Linked DNA regions of Anser cygnoides: all the other regions are linked to region 2. Evidence: chromatin contacts called from public Hi-C data. All regions are on one chromosome and are shown on one strand. Each heading gives the region's core, a stretch centred on a gene start, on an enhancer-like site or on the middle of the called end of the contact. The rest is flanking DNA. Distances are from core to core; before and after follow the strand shown. Region 1 has its middle 51 kb from the start of MTHFS. Region 2 holds the start of WDR93 (WD repeat domain 93). Region 3 holds the start of MTHFS (methenyltetrahydrofolate synthetase).

Region 1 (4,064 bases), core at 1,088-3,587, 160 kb before region 2:
AAGCAGAAGTCTGAGCTCAGTAACAGGACAAAATCTCTGTGAAATAGTCTCCTAAAAGGCATGGAAAAAAACTCCCATCTTCTTATGGGCATTTAAGAGAAAACATGGGAAAATGTAGAAGGTGGTTATTTATCCAATTGCTTTCTAATCAATCTATAAGCCAGAAAAATAAACAAACAAACAAATAAATAAATAAAGGGATTTGTTTTCCCTGACTTCAATATTCTTTAAAAATACCAACAACTATGGTGGAGGAGAAGCTTCACACTACGTAACTCCCAATGAGATCTGGATTTTGTAATCTTGGCAATTCTCAGAACCCAACAAATACTCCCTCACACTGGGGACAACATTTCCAACACAGTCGGTCTGTGGTTTTGGGGGTTTCTTTTGTTTATTGCACACCGCAGAACCCAGAGGACGTGGGCGAGGCGTCCCCGGGTGTGGGGCTCAGCCTGCTCCGGCTGCTGCTGGAGCTGCCCCCAGCCAGCGCCTCCTCGCCAGGCCCAGGACCCTTGCGTGGCAATAACCACGGAGAAACCCAAGTCCCATCCCATCCCTTGGCCCTCCAAGCCAAATTTCTCAGTAGGTTTGCAGAAATGCTTGCCCAGCCCCGGTAAGGGACTATTAAGTAGAAGACAGAGTGATAACTGGAAGAAGTGGACAAAACGGACAAAATCCCTTTTTCTGCTGTCCACAGGGAATCTCCAAAGCCCTGGAGAAAATGCATGGTGAGTGCTTTTGGGGCTTGAAGGGATTCCAACATCCCCAAATGGTTTAGTTTGAGAAAAACTACTCCTGTCTGGATGGCCCAAATTCATTATTTTCACTATTCTTGGAGGCCGTGGTCAAGGGCCACCATGCTTGGTGCTACACAAAGACCCTTGATGTGGTGTCCAGCTGAGAATTTCATGGGGAAAATCTGCATCCTTAAAATTAGCTAACCAGCAGAACGGCTAAGGAAGTAGTTGGTTAATTTAGATCACAACAATGCTGGCACTTCACACAGCCGTGCCTGTAGAAGAAGTAGCATGGAACATCTAAGTGATATAAGTGAATGTGTCATTAAAGAGCTGAAGGGCTATTTTTTTCAAGATATGTCATTTAGAAAAAAAAAATCACCTAATTTAAACTCATCCTAAAGCTGTTAAAACAACTTTACACATTGCTGTTTACTTCTGAAGTATGTTGAGACCTTATCTTATTCCCTCCTACCACTGTTCAAGGCTAATCAGAATATATTAATGCGTTTACAGTAAGAAAATCTCTTTTCCATTGCAATAAACCAGCAAACGAACTTAGAGATTTCTACGTACTCTGGTTACCAAAGACCTGTTCCTTTTCTTGTCCAAAGGCTAAGAAAGGATGCCATGAAGGAGAAGTGAGATGCTGTATGACACAGGCACCTATTCGTGGAAGGGAATTACAAAAAAGCTTAATGGTTAAACAGTGGGAGTTGAAAGCAAGCCTAAAATGACTCAGGCTGTCCTGAATAAGGAGGCTTTCCAAAATCTGGCCATCAGCAGGCTGGTGAAGCATTTTCCCTCCCTAAAATCAGCTCTGTTTCCCAAAGGGTAAAAATATCTGCTCAGTAATAAAAACACGGGCTATCTGCTATCAGTGCACCGGCTCAGGGACATGAGAGATCCTGCATCAGCCATGCTCACCCTGTGCTGAAAAGCATCCTCCCGCATACAGCAGGGTGCAGGTAAGGGGGAGATGTCTCGGGCTCTCCTGGGTCTGCCTCCCCCCGTGGGCTGCGGATCAGGGACAGTGCACTGGGCGGGTGCTGAATCCAAGTGTGCTGATGGAACATTTTGATAACGGGGCTGCACGGGGACTTTGCTTTGGGTTGTTTGCTCTCCCTGGTTAGGCGGGGACAAGCAATCCAAGCTTGTTTCAGTCCCTGTGCAAGAGGCCAGGGAGAAAATTTAGGGGACTGCAGGAGAGACTGTGGAAAGCTTTGGGAGATAAAAACAAACGGGAAACAGAGCAAGATGAGGGGACAATGCAGCATAAAGGGTATGAAGATTTGCTTGATGCTTATGGACGAAGGACAAATATGCAAAAGTATTTTTCTCTCTCACTGCAGAGTTTGGAAAATTGTCTTTTTTTTTTTCCCTACACCACAGAGACTCATATTTCCCCTGCTTCAAAAAATAAAAATAAAAAAGAAAATCTTGGCTTGGCAAGGGTCAACAGATTTATGGCCAGCTTTAAATCAGTGCAACTTCACCTGGGAGGTTTAGTTTTGGATGTATTCAGAGCAGGGAATAAGCATATGAATTATTCTGGTATAGTGGTAGTAAATAGTCCAGCGGTCTCAGACCAATTTCTGCGGTGCCATATCTCATACGGGCTGATAAATCCAGCATGTGCAGCTGCTGAAAACCAGGCTCCAGGTCTGTACAGCCGGCAACTCGCTGACCATGTCCCAGCCCCACCCCAGTAACGTATTTTTTGTGATGCCAAGATCTGGTGATGGCCTCAGCCTCCCGTGTTTCATTTGCTGTTTCTCAGCATTGGAAAAAAAAAACATTACCATGTTAGATAGTGAGAAAAGCTCTCTCTGCAGCTGGAACAGCAACTCTTCCTCCCACTACTAGAAATTAAAAACAAAATTATAAAAATATTGTTGTGGATAATTTCAGCCCAGAAATACTGAGCAGCTCTTATGAATGATAATGTTTTCGCTAATGCTTCCTGGTAGAGCCACATCCTTATTCCTGCTGCTCAGAAGGGTGGTTTAACATGTTCAGGAGGTTTGGAGAACTGTCTGAAAGCAGTCAGTCAGCCTGCACTGCGATATCCTGGCTCTGACTGTATTTTGTTTAAAAAGCAGAAGTAAATGTTGCCTGAGGAAATAAAAAGAATTGAGAGGAAAAATGTGGCTGTGGAAAGCCAGCTGTCAGTTATCCAAAATGTATTAAATCTTGGCAAACAAGTCTCCAATATCACCTCCAGCCCACTTTCTCCTTATTTTCTTTTCCTCCAGCCACACACAGTCTTTATTCCATCAAGGCACTAACAGAGTTGATGGCCCCCCAAACACTACCACCACGAGGTCCGTTTGACCAGACCCAGCACCAAATGGAAGCCCATGAGGGGCACAGCATGCATGGGACGTATCAGTGCTGAAAATTCAGCGACCTGGATAGCACTGAGCACTGCGCCGTGCTGCAGTGGAGTGAAAACAGCCCGTTCAGAAAACCAGCCCTGGAGACCTCCCTCTCACTTGTCTTGAATCATCCTTGACACGAGGGAGGTGTGAGACTGGCACCAGCGTACAGCCACTTGCTTTTGAATTTACAAGGTGGAAAGTCCTGGAAAATTGCCCTTCAAATCCAAACCTGACTTCCCTCGGATAGATAAAACAGCAGGATTATCTTGTCTGCACTGTCTCATTCAGCTGAGACTTTGTGTGCTGAATGCATTCCTGATGTGCTCTCCTCTGAGGGGCTGCTGGTTGCTGTACGGATGTACATGGTGGTGGCTTTTTGCCAGAGCATTTCGGTCCCAGCAGAAGAGGTTGTCGGTTCAGCATTCGCTTGATATTGCTCTTTGCTCGGGAGAATTCCTCTCTTCTCTTCTTTCCCTCACAGCTATCGCTGTGCCTCTCCATGGTGCTCTTAGCACCACTTAAACCATGCCAGCACATCCTATTTTTACACGTTGAGAAATGGCAAACCTATAATGAAATATGGGCACGAAGGAGAGAGTACAATAGGTGGTGCAAAACGCTCGCCGTGCAGGTGAGTCTATAAAACAGCAATGTGTAAAACATCGCTGAGCCCTGCTATGTTTTGGCAGCTTATTTCCTTTTGGTTACAATTCTAGCACTAGTACAGTCTGTAGAGACTTGCACAGATTTGCCTTGGGGCTTGCTTGTCTGAAATATATACCTCTGCATCTCTATTGTTTCAGAGCAGTCAGGACCAGATGGGATTTTTTTAGCTGTCTGATCTGGGAGAGAGCTCTTTGGGGCTGATGCCACTGTACTGCACAAGATATACAGGGTTATTTCTCAAAAAGCTGTCCCTAACAAGTGTTTGATATGGAGAAAG
Region 2 (4,034 bases), core at 1,426-3,925:
CATATAGGATGGTGTCAGGGACCTCCAGCAGCTGCTTTTGCTGCAGATACATCTCTGGGACGTTGGCATGGGATGACTTTGGCGCTCAGAGAGTATATGTCACACCACCAGCCAACCTGCATGCTTCTGGCTCAGTGAATGAGCTCTGGTGTCAGCATGTGGCTGCCCATGACCGAATTTCCTGAAGGCAATTAGTATTCTTCATGATTGATTATTTACTAGTCCTTACGCAGTGTCTATGCAATTAAATCAGTACTTACCACCTCATTTAAGATCTTAATGAGTAGGAAGCTTTCCCTGTGAAAGCAGAAGAGCGAGACAAGCCCTGCAATAGAAATACAGAAGTAGGAGGAGGAAAGTGAACAGATGGTAGCCATGCTCTTGGGAGAGGGCTGTTACAGTATGTCCAGGAGAGTGGACAGGATTATGTTTTTGTTTTTTTCTGGGCTCAAGGAAGAATACCCCACTGCTTCCAGCAATACACTTTCACTGGCTTCCTTTGTCATCACCAGCAAACACTCGATTGTACACAGAGATGGATAAGACAGTCTGAAAAGCACCTCCACCAGAAATGACAGGTTTCAGATGAATCAACAAACAAACTTGTTTACCACAGGGCTGTGCAATTACAGGTGCTGAAACAAAGCACAAGCAGGAGGTCACACCTAGCAATGCTTCTTTCCATCTGGTCCAAGTTATTCCTAAAACCTATTGCACTTCAGCCTCAGCCCTGCACCTATGACACCAAACCCACACCCTTTCCTAATCCCAAGGCCTTAGGGCCACTCTATCACCCTACAGCCCGTTACCTAACACTCTTTTTTGCAGGGCTTTCTAGGAAATACAACAGCCACACTCACATTCCTCCTGATTTAGCACTCTTCCATAAAGCAGCTATCAACCCCTCAGCTCCAGAGCGCAGCCATCCACCAGCCAGGTCAGGGAAACCCACGTCACACCTACCCACTTCATCCACAGTGAGCAGGACATGGTGCTCGTTCCCCAAGTCCGAGGAGCGGATGACACAAATCTCTGTCTTGACTGCATCCCAAACACAGACCTGCTTACAGTCATACCTCCTGAAGGCAGCCAGACCCACGGACACACCAACAAAGATGAATTTTCCAGACACTGACAGGCAATTGGCTGTTCCAGTTACCTACCAAGAAAGGGAAAAGATGTGTGCACCCCACTTCAGACAAGGAGGATACATCAGCCACACTAGCAATACTCTCCTAACCTTTCACCAATAGCAAAGGCTGATTATTCTACAAGGGAAAAGCTTTTTCATGAGCTTTCATCAGAAGAGCAGGGGAAGAAGGTCTCATCTCCTCTGTCACAGAGATTGCTCTGTCAGGAATTAGAGAGTTTATTTCTCTCAGAAATAAAAAATAAAAAACTGCTCCCACCTTTCACAGCATATTCACTATTACACAAAGCCAAGCTTGCTTATTTGCATGCTACTGACTAATTACCTTCTGGGCCAACAAGGGTGGAGCCAGCCAAGGAAGCAGAAGGTGAATTTAGTACTCTTTAATACCTGCTTCTTTCTTTTCAGAGAGATGTGATAGATGGGTGGCAAGCAGAACCTGTCAGACAAGCTGAGAAACTGCAGCCTTTTGAAATGAATCGGGGAGATGGTGGTGGATTCTGAGGAAGGTGATGAACAGGAGGATGTAAAGCCAACTGAATGGATATTCTCTAGAGAAACCAGCAAGCTAATTGCTGCTATCCCTGGTGTAAGGGGCTCTGTACCTGGAATTCAGCTGTAGGAAAGCATTTTGTGGGCTGGACCTTCAGTTTTTGTGCATCTCAGAGCGTCTCCCTTCTTTCGATGATTTCCATTGCATTTTCAAAAACCAGCATCACCAGTTTGTTGACCATCCTGAAGGGCTGAGGCAACGCATCACGTATTCGCTCGGGATCCTGCAGGAAGAAGTCTTCCTCATCATCCTTTAGCCAGTCCTCCTCAGATGGCGGAGGAATCTCCAGGGAATGCTTCCGGACACGCGCGGGCATCTTGCTGCCTCTCCCAGTGCAGAGCACACCACCGGTGCAGTAACCACAGCAGGTGCAGGAGAACGAAGAATCGCACAATATCTACTTTCATGAGGTAAAGGGAAAAAAAAAAGAAAATACGGTTAATGATCTTTAAGAGGGAAGGGGGTTCCTTTGGGCATGGGCAGAGCAAACTTGTTCTGTGTAGCTCATTTCCACTTGTTGCAGCCCCTCTGTTACTTATAGTTTTTGTTCTGCTCTGCGAATATCGGCCACACAGACATTGATATTTTACATTTACAAAAAAAAAAAAAAAAAAAAAAAAAAAAAGGAAAAGTTTAGGGCTGAGTTTGTTAAGATTTATGAGAAGGCATTAAAAAAAAAAAAAAAACAACCGGGGGGGGGGGAAGCTTTTCGCGGGGACACCGGCCCGCACCTGCCCCGCCGTTGCCGGTCGCCATGACAACGGGCCGGCAGCGACGCCGCCCGGCCGGGGAACAGAGGCCGCAGCGGCAAGGTTCCGCCGGCGGGGCGGAGCGGGGCGGAGCGGAGCGGGGCGGCCGCCGTTCTCCTCCCGGTGCTGCCCCGCCGCCGCCGCCGCCATGGAGCGCTTCGTGGACTTCACCGACCGCAGCCAGGGCCGCGAGCGGCTCCTACGGTGAGTGCGGGGCCGCCCCGCGGGCCCCCGGTGCCCCCCCAGCCCCGGCGTTGTCGCCCCCCAGCCCCGTGTGCCCGTCGCGTTTTCACCCCGCGTTCCTGCTGTGTTTGCCGCTGCAGAGCCACGCAGTACACGTGCATGCTGCTGAGCTATGTCATAGAGCGTAAGGCCGATAAGGAGGAGCTGGTGCTGAAGCTGAAGCAGCTGGAAGCCAGCATGAGCTCTGGCCGTAAGAGTAAGTACCGGTGTCCCGGGGACGGCCTCCGCCACGGGCACCTCCACCCAACTCGCCTGGCCCTCTCTGTGCCTCACCTGGAGCCACAAAACCCTTCTAATGTACTCGCAGAGCTGTCAACATCCTTACCCTGCCTTGGCTTGCCAGAATCAGTAAGGCTAAAATGACATTTATCGCTTCTTTAGCCTCCTCTCCGATGAGTTGTTGCTGGGAGAACTGGAGAAGTAAGGTAACAGCCAGCTGCTGCTGCAGGAATCGAAGTTGTCATCCCTATTTAGGGGCAGAACAAGGAGTTCTGACACACAACTGGCTTACTGCACTCCCATTAGTCCTCCCAGCTAACAGAGTGAGGCATCTTAACATTAAAGATCACCACGCCATGAAAATCACCTCTGAAGAACCATCATTCAATGTGGCTTCTTAAATCTTACTTCACACATGACTTTCCTTTAGCACTTACACTCTACTGAATTATGTACCCTTCCCTACTTTTCTCATGGTCTAACTGTATGCATCACTTCATTCTGTGTCACCCCTGCATCTGTTAGGGCTGTGCTGTTTGTTGCTGCGGTTGTCCTGTTTGCTTTCAGCTTGATCTTACACCTACTTATCAATTACTCAATCCTGGAACAATTTCAATACGTGAGGCAAGTACGCTGATTTAATGTGTTACCATAGATTCGTTTTATTATGCCAATTAGCTCTGGAGTATGGTAATTTCCAGGAGAGAGGCCAGCTGGTTTATCAGCATAGCCATAATTCTCTTGTTTGTGCTAAACAAACCTCTAGTAGGCTTCAGGCCTAAATTCAGGGCGCTTGTAGCTCCACTAAACTTGGGTACAGCCAACATCTATCACTGTTACAGCGCAGCAGGTTATTAAAAGTATTTTGTGTGATACAGTATTAACATTCATGAGGTGAAACCTAAACTGTGCAGGGCATGAAATAGGGTTTGTTAAGTGTTACAGCTTGAAGTGGAATATACTGCTCCTGTTTGCAGGGAACTATGTGTACCTCTGACAAATTCGTGGCTGAGGAGGGACTTGGGTGTCAGCGTGCTCAGCATGTAAATCACCAGATTTTGCAGAAGCTTAGGAAAGGTGTAGCTCGTGGTGGCAATGGGGTTTATGCCGTAACATCTCC
Region 3 (4,466 bases), core at 1,944-4,443, 210 kb before region 2:
TACAGACATATTCGTAGCTCTTTTTTCCTTGTTCAGAGAGTACTACTGAAATAATGGACCCGCCATTCACGCACAATCTAGATATTGCCACAAGCTTCATTGCTAAGCTTTCCTCCAAGCAGTATCAACTAGAAAATAATTTTACTGTTTTTTTTTTTAATTTATTTGTATTTATTTTGACTGAATGCAAAGTTTAACATGCTCTCCTAATTGCCAAACCTAAAGAAAAGACCCCTCTGAAGAGGAATTGACACAGCAACATGCAGCAATGCAAGCCAACCTTTCCAGGCAGGACTGCTTCGAGAGAGAGAGAGAGATCGTCCCCCACATCCAGACAGTTCTTGGAATCTCTGTTGCACCTCCATGAAAGGACATTGATTTACTGAAATACAATCCAATGGGTTAGGAAACAAACTTTAATCTCATTTGTTTTGTAAATGAATACTATTGTAATGCATTTTTATTGCAACATTTGTATAAGTAAAAGGAGGGGATTCCTCTGAAGAAAAAGGAAATGCAAATTCCAGTGTAAAAGTGGGTACAAATTACTGACACAAAGCAATCTTCATAGTTAGAACGAATTGTGGAAACTATCACCTTGGACTTGTACACTCACTCACTGTTAATGCAATGGTATGTGTTTCTTTGTTGTATTTTTAATTGCTCATATCTACAGTGACTGTTCCTTCAAAATTTTGTAATGTAGTCACCTGAACTTTTTTAAACTAGATTTTTTTAAATAGAGAAATACAAATTATTTTAAAATAAGAAATTTGTGTAAATACACTAATATTTTTGAAAAATACATTAAAATATATATTTTAAAGTCTTATGATTGGCCTCATCTCTTTCAGAAAAACTGGAGGAAGGGGAAAGATCTATCTGGGTAAGATAACTCTCAGAAAAGCTGTTACAGAGCTACTGGAGAATCTAAGTAATAGATGGGTTTGAGCTGAAGCCCAGGGATGTCAATACTTTAATTTTCTGTAGTACTCTTAAGTGTTATATGGTAGTTTATACAAGAAATGGATAGCTTTTTGCAAAATTAATGAACTGGATCAGCTTCAATGACAGTAATTGGTGTTTTGGGATACACGGCCTAGTCAGCAAATTCACAGCTAGTTCCTAACAGATTTCCAGACTTTTATAGTCTGGGACAACTATTGTTTTGACTCAAGTTCCATTTGCTTTCAAAATTTAAACTGTCAAGAATTCATTTTAGAAGGGTTTTCTTTAGCTGTGGTGAGTGCCCTACATTTGGGGACTAAGACTAGGTCTAAATAGTCTTCTTTTGTAGACATGGTGGGAGGTGAACCGAACAAAGGCAGCCACGGGCCTGTGGCACACAACAGCAGTATTCCTCGAGACAAATCCTCTATACCATGAAGGCTTTATGACACCAGCAGAATGAACCAGCCTCCTTCTGGTATTGGGCTCTCTCTCCAACTTGCTGGGTTTAACTAGAGAACACACGCACGCGTTAACATTCGCAAGAAACAGTACTGCTCCCTCTTCCTCTCCAATGAAAGCAATAAAGATGATTTAGCATGTATAGCAGGATTTCTGAGATTAATTTTGTTGCCGCTGAAGAAGAGATGGCAGCTTCCTGAGGGCATATGGCAGCTAAAGGAAAACATCCCCTTCAGGACAACTATGGAAGTTTCTGTCAGGAATGACATTTTAAATATATTTTGTCATATTTATTTATTTATAGTCTCAGTCTTCAGGATAAGGTCAATAGTTCTTATTCAGTTCCCTTTCTTATGCCATTTAAAGCTCTTACTGTGTTATGGCTAATACCAGCCTGTTAATACTATATTCACTTCCTTTTATACTAATCTAGTAACTTATTTTATACTGGGGGGTACAATTTTTGGATTAAATATAAAAGACTATCCGACCCCTTAAAAAGTCTAGATGTTGTAATGATTTGATAATTGGCCTTTCATGGATAAGGCCTGGGTTTAAATAAAAGAAACTTAGACCACTGATAGTTCCTTAAGCTCTAGATTATCTTCACTAGGACATAAATAATGTGTTTGCTCTGCATTTAAGAGCAAAAAAAGCTGGGCTGAGAGGCTGCACCTCGAGTTCTGTGTTCAGTTTTGGGCCCCTCATCGAGGCCCTGGAGTGTGTCCAGAGAAGGGCTACAAAGCTGTTGAAGAGCCTGGAACACAAGTCCTGTGAGGAGCGGCTGAGGGCACTGGGGTTGTTTGGTCTGGGGAAGAGAAGGCTCAGGGCAGGCCTTACTGCTTTCTACAACCACCTGAAAGGAAGGTGTGGGGAGCTGGGGGTTGGCCTCTTCTCACAGATAACTAGTGATAGGGCTAGAGAGAATGTCATTTAGTTGTGCCAGGGGAGGTTTACGTTAGAAATGAGGAGACATTTCTTCTCAGAAAGAGTAGTCATGCACTGGGACGGGTTGCCCAGGGAGGTGGTGGAGTCACCGTCCCTGGGGGTGTTCAAGGAAAGCTTGGACGTGGTGCCTGGGTACATGGTTTAGTGGGTGACATTGGTGGTAGGAGGACAGTTGGACCGGATGACCTCGGAGGTCTTTTCCAACCTTACTGATTCTACGATTCTATGATACTCTGTCCAGAATCTAAACAGACTATGTCTTAAAACAGCAGTGATAACAGTTAAATCTTCTAAAACAGTATAGATATGCTTTATTAAACATCATGGGTTTATGTATGACACTGTCCGACATGTTTTACCCCCTGTTCCAGGGCAGTGCTGTTTCACCGACAGCAGCTGCCAGTGGTATGTTGGAGTACACAATGCTCTTTCCAGAGCAAAAGATGCAGCCAACAAGCCGCACGTAGGACAGTCGGTGACATCAATACACACAACAGTTAGATTGAGATGTTTCTCAGTAGCACCTACAGCAGATGTATGAAAGTGCCTATTCCCATATTCCTGCCAAGGGAGAAACCAAAGGACACTTGCAGCATCTCCATTTTGACACCCCCATCACCCAGGCCAGCACCCGTGGTGTGAGGGGGCGTGAGGCTGCCATGGGCCGGTGCCAGCGCAGCGCTTTCTGTTCCTCTCAGGGCACAAAATCTCCCCTGCATTCCAGGTCCACCAGCCACCAGCAGAGCTTGTAGGGATGTGAAACCATCTGGTAGGCAGCAGTCAAATATCCTGCTGAAGTGTAATTTCCCTTTCTATAGCAAAATTAGGAAAGGGGAGATTCTCTGCAATGAATGCTAGATTGACATTCAGCCTTGAAAATGGTTCTGCATGGCACATGGCTCACCCTGACAGGCTGTGGTGGCTGGTCTGGAGCAGAGACAGTGGGCAGAGCACACCAGGCCTCAAAGCCACGACCTTTCGCTGGGAATCACCCTGCAGGGAAGGCTGACCCCATGGCTGTGAGGGACGGAGGAGGTGGCTGCCCCAAGCAGGGATGGAGCCCTGCCAGGCTGCGTGGCCACCGGGCTCCTACCTTCCCCCAGACCTGGCCGGGGCACCCTGCCCAACAATCCCCTCCCCGGACAGCGGGGCTGTGCTGGGACCTCAGCTGGCTGGCAGCCACCCGGGAACCCAGTCCAGCAGCTCCACAACGCTGCCCCGAAGCGCTGCGGCCCGGCTCCCCGGGGCTCATGGAGCCGCCGCGGGAGGGCGGCGGCGGCGTCCCCGAAATGGCGGCGGCGCTGCGGGCCGCCAAGCGGGCGCTGCGAGCGCAGCTGCGGCAGCGGCTGCGGGCGCTGGGCACGGCGGAGAAGCAGCGGCAATCCCGCCTGCTGAGCCGCAAGGTGGGTGCGAGCCGGGGCCCTGCCGTCACCCGGAGGCTTCCAGGAAGACCGGGGCCCGGGGGCGGGCGGGGAGGACGAAGGAACCGGGCCCGGCCCCGGCTCTCCGCGGGGAACCCCGCCGGGGGGTTTCCAAGCCCCGCTGGGGGCCCAGGAGGTGACTCGGGGGCGCCGCCAGCTCCTCGGCCGCTGCCCGGATCCCTCCTGGAGCAGCGGGGTCCGCTTGGCCATTGCCGTGCCCCGTCCTAAACCGGGTACTGCCCTCCCCGGCGGTGATCAGGCCGGAGCAGGGCGCTGGGAGAGGACGGGGCAGGGATTTCAGCCCCTCACAGGGATTTGGGGTGGCTGCTGCGAGCGGTGCTGCCCAAAACGCCGTCACGCGTGTGGTGGGGCATTTGTGAAAGTGGGGACGTGCTCTGTGATGAAACCCAGCGCAGTGGGGTTTCACGTGGGTCCGTGGTGGGTGTTTATCTTAAAATGTTCGCGTCGGTTTCGCTTTATAGCCAGCGCCGTGTAAAAACTTAGCGACTGTCTCACCCCGGCCTTTTGCTTAACTGGCTGTAATTTCCCTTCTGTGTCCTTCAGTGTATTTCTTCCCTGCAATTTTATTTCCAATGTAATTTTTATACTTTAAAAGGTATCAAGCGGGGTTTACCTAACTGGTGTCATAGCACAGCGTGATACCAGTGTGTTCTTTTGAAATGTCCT

Evidence for each region. Hi-C and Micro-C count contacts between places; a contact is called where the count stands out from the background.
Region 1: a Hi-C map of liver shows a contact between it and region 2, with 5 times the contacts expected there. The contact joins the enhancer-like site here to the promoter of WDR93 in region 2. A contact is called at or near these places in 2 of 7 Hi-C or Micro-C datasets (both in liver).
Region 3: a contact with region 2 is called in a Hi-C map of liver, with 1.9 times the contacts expected there. The contact joins the promoter of MTHFS here to the promoter of WDR93 in region 2. A contact is called at or near these places in 2 of 7 Hi-C or Micro-C datasets (both in liver).

Annotation. Positions count from the first base shown.
Region 1 is chr11:8,720,369-8,724,432 of Taihu_goose_T2T_genome, reverse strand. No RefSeq gene overlaps it. Among named protein-coding and RNA genes, the nearest start is that of MTHFS, 51 kb to the left of the region's middle. Within about 2 kb of position 2,337, at least 2 of the 3 cell types and tissues checked have open chromatin away from gene starts, as enhancers often do. A contact at or near this core is called in liver, where this site is marked.
Region 2 is chr11:8,562,986-8,567,019 of Taihu_goose_T2T_genome, reverse strand. WDR93 (WD repeat domain 93) reads right to left here and starts at 2,675. Exons shown (of 17, transcript XM_067003720.1): 1 at 2,435-2,675; 2 at 1,756-2,100; 3 at 964-1,159; 4 at 261-325. The coding sequence starts at 2,602. It overlaps PEX11A (peroxisomal biogenesis factor 11 alpha), which reads left to right and starts at 2,524. Exons shown (of 3, transcript XM_048071949.2): 1 at 2,524-2,656; 2 at 2,776-2,891. The coding sequence starts at 2,601.
Region 3 is chr11:8,772,071-8,776,536 of Taihu_goose_T2T_genome, reverse strand. MTHFS (methenyltetrahydrofolate synthetase) reads left to right here and starts at 3,193. Exons shown (of 3, transcript XM_067004033.1): 1 at 3,193-3,761. The coding sequence starts at 3,237. It overlaps BCL2A1 (BCL2 related protein A1), which reads left to right. Exons shown (of 2, transcript XM_013192750.3): 2 at 1-1,900. The coding sequence ends at 49.